2 separate regions of the Anser cygnoides genome follow, and region 1 is linked to region 2. Evidence: chromatin contacts called from public Hi-C data. All regions are on one chromosome and are shown on one strand. The core of a region is the stretch at or near the end of the contact, and the rest is flanking DNA. Distances in the headings are between cores, read along the strand shown.

What was found. Hi-C and Micro-C count contacts between places; a contact is called where the count stands out from the background.
Region 1: a contact with region 2 is called in a Hi-C map of liver, with 3 times the contacts expected there. The contact joins the enhancer-like site here to the promoter of EHD3 in region 2. A contact is called at or near these places in 4 of 7 Hi-C or Micro-C datasets (granulosa cells and liver).

What each region holds. Positions count from the first base shown.
Region 1 is chr3:18,983,760-18,987,209 of Taihu_goose_T2T_genome, reverse strand. It overlaps XDH (xanthine dehydrogenase), which reads left to right. Exons shown (of 38, transcript XM_048078421.2): 32 at 564-638; 33 at 1,585-1,637; 34 at 2,058-2,172; 35 at 2,886-2,951. Among named protein-coding and RNA genes, the nearest start is that of XDH, 41 kb to the left of the region's middle. Within about 2 kb of position 1,894, at least 2 of the 3 cell types and tissues checked have open chromatin away from gene starts, as enhancers often do. A contact at or near this core is called in liver, where this site is marked.
Region 2 is chr3:18,926,034-18,929,513 of Taihu_goose_T2T_genome, reverse strand. EHD3 (EH domain containing 3) reads right to left here and starts at 2,228. Exons shown (of 6, transcript XM_013174064.3): 1 at 1,681-2,228. The coding sequence starts at 1,907.

The DNA.
Region 1 (3,450 bases), core at 645-3,144, 58 kb before region 2:
GCTACCAGTGCATCTGCTTGCAGGGTATGTGACTCTTCCATTGAAAAGAGGAATTTAGTCTTGGTCAGTCTCATGTCTGAAGAAAAGGGGATGGATAATCTCAAAAGTAAAAAATTTCTAAATACTCATGGCTTGATTCAGTAGGTTGGGCTCTGCACAGCTTGATTCAATAAGTTGAATTTTGGCAAGAATATTTTTTCGGTGTTATTGGATCATCTTGCTGCATATGGCAATGTGTCCCACTGTGACTTGGTGCAGGTAAAGTTACTGCATAAAAAAATGGACTTTGGTGTTGTGTGCCATGGTCTGGCAAGTTCTGTGCTGTATTTGGGATTCTCTTCTGCTATCAGCAGAGACAATCTGTTTTAAAATCCTATTCAGTCAACATTTCTCCTACGCAGCGAGCCTTCTATTAGTGAACTTTGATCTGTTTTATGATATGCCAAAGTCCTGGAGGCAATATTGATTTAAACAGAAGGTTCTTTGAGACTAGTATTACTCTCTTAATACTATAGGCTGACTTTTCAAATCTTCTAATACTGCTTTTTGTTATTTGTTTTTAGAATGCATGTCAGACCATCTTAAAAAGACTTGATCCAATCAAACAGTCTAATCCGAAAGGATCCTGGGAAGATTGGGTAAGCTGTCTGTATATGTCATGAGACAGGTGGGCATTGTCACAGATTGTTTGCATTGGCAAACCCTGTTTATAAGTTATCTTCCAGGTCTGCATCTCACTAGCAAAGATTTGAGAAAGGACAGCAAAGCAGAAACCTGGCAAGGGAAGTAACCAAAGCCAGCAAGGGTTCATTCCCAAAACATCAGTTGTGACTTTAATATGGAGATTTCCCCAGATCCTGGGGCCTGCCTATGACAAACTTTACCAAATAAGTTTTGAGCGGTTACATATATCTATGTAGTCAAGCTCCAGTCCCAGACAGAAAGAAACCTAATTTGTAATGAAGGGATTCTGTGACAAAGATGACTTTGCTGAGTTACCCGCCACCTCCTATAGTGCTTCTTGGCTGTGATTTAGATAATTATAAATAACCTATAAAATATACCTATAACACCTATAAATAACTTATAACCTAAATAACTCTATAACGTCAATAATAAGAGATTGGTGTGCTGTAACACTCTAAAACTATTTTCAATTGTGAACTTTAAAGTTTTTTTTGTTTTTTTTTAATTTCAATAGAAGCTCCTCTTCAAAGGAGGAGCTTCGATTTTGTAATTTGGATGTCAGGACAGGATTTCTCCTGGCCTCAGTGAAGTCAAGGAGACTGATAGCTTAACCTTTGTCTCTGAGCTTGAAAGACTAATCTTGCTGAGAGACAAATAAATGAGTAAGTCTTACACCTCTACCACTATACCTTGGTAGCTGCTGACAAGGCTATCTGGGGAAGCAAGATGATGTTTCCCTTGGCAATGTTGGTGCTGGGTAGTGTCACAGCTGTCTGTCATTGGACACCTGTTCATGCTCTCCTTGCAATGTATTTGGGAATAATGTATTTGGGGTAGCTGTTTTTCCAGGCACTGGTTGGACAATGATTGTTTTCAATTTCTTATTCACTTTGGCAGATTAAAACCGCCTATCAGAACTGTGTTAGCCTGTCAGCCACGGGGTTTTATAGGTGAGTGAATATTCACACTACAGAGGCACAGTTCTTAGTTGCATCCAAGGAGATTCTGGGAGGATTTACAGCCCTAATCCCCCTGTCACTGCTCTAACCAAGGGCTGTATGCCCTTTGCTGCCTAGAATCATTGCAAATGACCTCCAAGAAATGTTCAACTACATTCAAAAAGCAAAGGATTTGCTACTGGATTTATGGCAATGAGTCCATAATACTCACCATAAGATCTGAGATTCACTGGAAAATAGCTAAAATAGTTTCAATAAGGTTTGGGAATACAGGGTAGCTTTAGGAGATTTCTATTTGTAGTTGTTTATGCTTTTCATTTCTGCATGGGTTTGATGGAGGAGGTAAAACACAAGTGAATAAAGATTTTAAGTTGTGGAATGAAATGTGGTTTTGTTTTTCTTTGTGTCAAGAATTCCTGATCTTGGCTACGATTTTGAAAAGAATGAAGGGAAGCCATTCTGCTACTTCAGTTACGGCGTTGCTTGCTCCGAGGTTGAAATAGATTGCCTGACAGGTGACCACAAGGTGAGGGGATCATCAGTGAAATAGCCTTTTTTTGTTTAGTTATAAGAAATGTTCACAGGGAGTTAGAACAAATAGTGGGTGTCAGCCTGTTCCTAGCTCAGTCATTGGTCCAGTGTGACCTTCACTGAATTTCTTAACTCCTGTGTTCCACAGTGCAACAGTCCATAAAGTATAATAAATTGAGAATTGTCTGACCTGCGGGGATATTAGGAGGCTTAATGAATGATTGCAAAAGTTATTGGATTTGCTTATGTAAGAGATATCAGCACTGTGTTAGCACAAAGGAACAGCAACATACCAGAACTGAGTTAATCATTAAAACTAACACTGGAATCTTTTAAGGATGAAAGAGGGAGAAGTGTGCTCACGAGAAAGAGGGGGGGGGGGGGGGGGGGGGGGGGGAGAGGGAGAGAAGACGATTCATTAGCATTTGGCCTAATTGGCTATGCTTAGGTACAGAGCACTGACACTGGCAGTTTTGATTAATGCAGATTGGGTCTGATGAATCTCCAGGGAAAACTTCAGTGAGTTCCTTTGTTTTACTTTAGAGATGAACTCCCTTTAAAAGATAGTATGAAGAATTGAGCTTGACATAGATTGTTGACCAGTGGCCAAGTATGGATAGTGGTGGATATATTGTGCCTCCTCATATAAAACCATTGTGTACAAGTTTCAATGTCTGTGCTGATTTATTCTTTATTTCTGTCTTTTAGAACATTCGCACAGACATTGTAATGGATGTTGGCACCAGTCTCAACCCAGCCATAGATATAGGACAGGTAAGTGAAATAGTGTCACTAATTTCACCATGTTAGTGTGATCACATTACCCTCAGGCTTTTCTAGATGAACCATTATCCAACTCCAGCTTGTACATTTACAAACAGAATATTTTAAACTTAAATTGGCTATCCAGAGATGCATTTTAAGAACATTATGAAAGTTTGACCCACAGTTAACTATGCAATAGGCACAAAATTTTGTAGTGAAATACCTTTTTATTAGTAGTAGTATTGGGCAGATATAAAGACTACAGGGTATTCTCCAGTTACTGCTACACCAATGCTTTTCAATGTATACCTCACCGAAGAAATTAATCCAGAGAATATTAATACAATGGAATAACCTCATCCCAGGACCAACTTCTGCTATGTGGCGTGTCTAGGCTAAATCCCACGCCCTGTTTCTATACTCCTATTGTCATTGTCAATTCCCATTTAATTCTGTGAATAAAGAGTTGGGGCAGTTAATTCTGTTCTCCAGCTACTGCTGTGCAGGG
Region 2 (3,480 bases), core at 979-3,478:
GAAGGAAGGTTCCGAACAGCTTGCTGACCAGAGAGCTGAGGGGTTTCTGCCTTCCCACAGAAGTGAAGGCTCAGCTTCTCCTTTTGCCTGGAACATAATTTAAGCAGCCAGACTTCTGAAGAAAGCTCCAAAACAAGCTCAGGCTTACAGAAAAATGAACAGAAGGGGGCAAAGGCAGGAAGACTGCTAACAACAGTATGCAGGTGAGACTGCAGGGAAAAGCTGATGCTGGCAATCCAGAAAAGGATTTAGAAGGATGCTCTAGTTATACAGCCAGCAACCTCCTCACATTCAGGGAAATTTCTGCTCTGAAACATCACTAACTAGAAAAGGCAGAAAGAGCCTTTCACATAGGTTCGGTATCAAGTCATAGAACAAAGTTTTTGTCTGGTTCCACCCTGTTATGCTATACAAGACAGTTTTTCATTTTCAGAAGAGCAACTCCCTTTCCAACCACATGCCAAATGCTTCTGAGGGTCATTCACATTCCTTCATCATACACCTGAGCTGCTAACACAAGAAAGGCCTTTCCATTGCTAAATTTCATTTGTCATCTGCGTGTCTGACAATGTAGTAGAAATGCATTCTTTTCTTGGCTCCTGAGTGGTGCAATAAGTAACAGGAATATTACACAAAAACACCCTGCCATTTCTCAAGGTCACTTTTGGAGAGGCATTGTCATTTTGATTCACTTCTCTCTAGAGCTCCTTCCTTCAACGAGAAGTGCCGGTAGAACAATGGGACTGGCTGCTTGTGGCCTCTGTCCAGATTTACACTGGGGTAATTCTGCAGATTTCAACACAGCCACACCAGAGTAATGCTGGAATTTAACACTAAGCCCATGAATCACGTAGGAAATGCAGACAGCACAGCTTCAGCTATGATCCCAAGAGAAAGGCTGCTGCAAGCTGAACTAGAACTGTCTGAACAGAGATCCCAGCAACAAAGTCCAGCTGGAAAAATTTAACCCTCTCTTTTATAGCTTCATATCAAATCTGCTGCTGGCAACTGCTCTGCTTTACAGTTCAGAACAAACTTGCTGTTCCCACTATCACAGCACGTCAGGACACAGGTCTTTCTTACACAGGCACATGCCCGAGCACATGTGCTTCTCCAGCTAGGTTCCCAGTGTTGCCTCTGGGCACAGTACAGAAAGAGACAAAACGATGAGACACAGGCCATTACAAATCTGAGAACCCACTTCAAATTTTCCTAGGTCAGTGGTTGCCACAGCGCTTGGGCAGTGGGGAAGTCGGAAAAACTGGCCACAGGGGGATACCCTGACCTGAGCAGTCACAGGGGTTCCCCTGTTTGGGGCTTTCCACGGCCTTTGCACTTTGAATGGGCAAGAGGGCCTGAAATGACTCATTTCTCCACAGTAATGCCCTGCCTCAACCCTGCCCTGGGCTACTTTTTGCTACGTTGACGTTTTACCAGACACCTCACCCACCCTGTCCTCCTGAAGCAGGCCTGCTGAGGTACCTGCAGGGACAGCCTCCCAACCGAAAGCTGTTCAATGGTACCGAGGACATGGAGGAGGGGTGCAGAAGAGTGGTAACACAGGTAGAGAAGACCACCCCTGGTAGGAGGCGCTCCCCTGCCATCCAGGCGGGTGCCGAGGGGTCGGGCACGCCCAGGGAGCCCCTCCCGGCCCGAGGGGAGGCGGTGGCCCCGCGTTACCTGATGAAGGTGGTCTTCCCCGTGGAGTACTGCCCCACCAGCAGCACCATGGGCTTGTTGTCGAAGTCGGCATCCTCCAGGGCCGGCGAGTGGAACTCGTGGAACTTGTAGTGCTCCTCCAGGGGCAGCAGCTTGGTCTTGTAGAGCTTCTTCAGGCCCTCGCTGACCGTCTGGAACACCTCGGGGTCCTTCCTGCGGCGGTCGTCGGTGCCCAGCCAGCTGAACATCTTGGGGCCGCCCGAAGCCAGCTCCGCAGCGACAGCCGGGGCCGGGCCGGGCCGGGCAGGGGGCGGTGCGACGGGCTGCGGGCAGGCGTTACCCCCGCATACTCCCTCGGGCAGCCTCGCTCCGCTCCAACCGCCGCCCGCGACCGTTACCGGCGGTTTCAGCTAAACCGTGCCGGAGGACGCCGCTTCACCCGTGCGCCGCCGGCTGCCGGCGCGGGCATGCCGCGGGGACGGGGCGGGAGGGGAGAGCGATGATGGCGGCGGCAGCGCCCTGTGAGGGGAGCCGAGCGCGGCGGGCGGCGTTTAAGGGGTGCCCTCCAGGAAATGGGCCGGCGGCGGAAGTCGGCCACTCCTGGCAAAGCGCCGCCCGTGTTCCCCGGCGGGTGAAGCCGCGCTGGGCGGCGCCATGTTGAGGCGAAGGAAGGAGGGCTGGGAGCGCCCCGCCGGGCACAGCGCCCCCTGGCGGCGGCCCCGCGCAGCAGGGCGCTGCTGCCCGTCCGCCATTTTATCCCCTCGTGTCTCGCACGTTAAAACAAACTCCTGAGTGGACAAACTTGACAGGGGAGCCACTATTTCTGAGCGCGGCCACGCTAAACTGTGCCTCTACCTCCCCCGAAGCCAGTGACTGGAGTTGGGGCCCCAGTGGCATGCAGTGCTACACCACGGCAGCTGCCTCAGTGCGTGGCTTGGTCCTGAAGCACAAAACTTGCTCAGGCTGCCCATCAGCAAGTCGTGTTCAGTGACTGTTATCTGAGCTGGACTTTGCAGAGCTGGTGTCCAACAGGGTGGCTGCCCTCGGATAACCAATGCAGTGCTGTTGCCACTTGTCACAGGTTGTTAATTCAAGGTTGTCTTGAATCACAGAATCACAGAATCATCTAAGTTGGAAGAGACCTCCAAGGTCACCTAGTCCAACCTCTGTCCTAACACTAACAAGTCCTACACTAAACCATATCACTAAGCTCTACATCTAAACGTCTTTTAAAGACCTCCAGGGATGGTGACTCAACCACTTCCCTGGGCAGCCCATACCAATGCCTAACAACCCTTTCAGTAAAGAAGTTCTTCCTAATATCCAACCTAAACCTCCCCTGGCGCCAAGGCAGTCTGTACCTGGGATAACTCACTATTTACTTAGGTAAGAGAGACAAAGTAGTCGCTGTCTATGTTCTTTTATTCCTTCAGAAATTAGGGTGACAGGAGAGCTGAAGACCAAATGCTGCAGCACGTGGGCCTTCATGAGTTCTGCAGCACTCGTCTGTGGCTGGGCCTGTCCCCAGGACTGCCCATCTGCAATGCCACACTGCCATGCTTTCTTAACAGCAGCTGATCTTTTGGGACAAAGCATTGCAAGTTAGGAATGTTTCCTGAAATATCTCCAAGCAGCTTTTTCACTTGAGTTTCTCCATTGAGTCCAAGAAATGTGGCAATAGGCAGTTCTGGAAGAGGCTCCACCATGTCAGGGGTGCCTGCCCTTTCCCAGCCATTTGTGTCCAGCACGATTTCAGGCTTGGAGGAATTCAGCTCTTGCAGGAGATGAGATGCAGCTTTTCAGTAAAAGTGGTTGATTTTC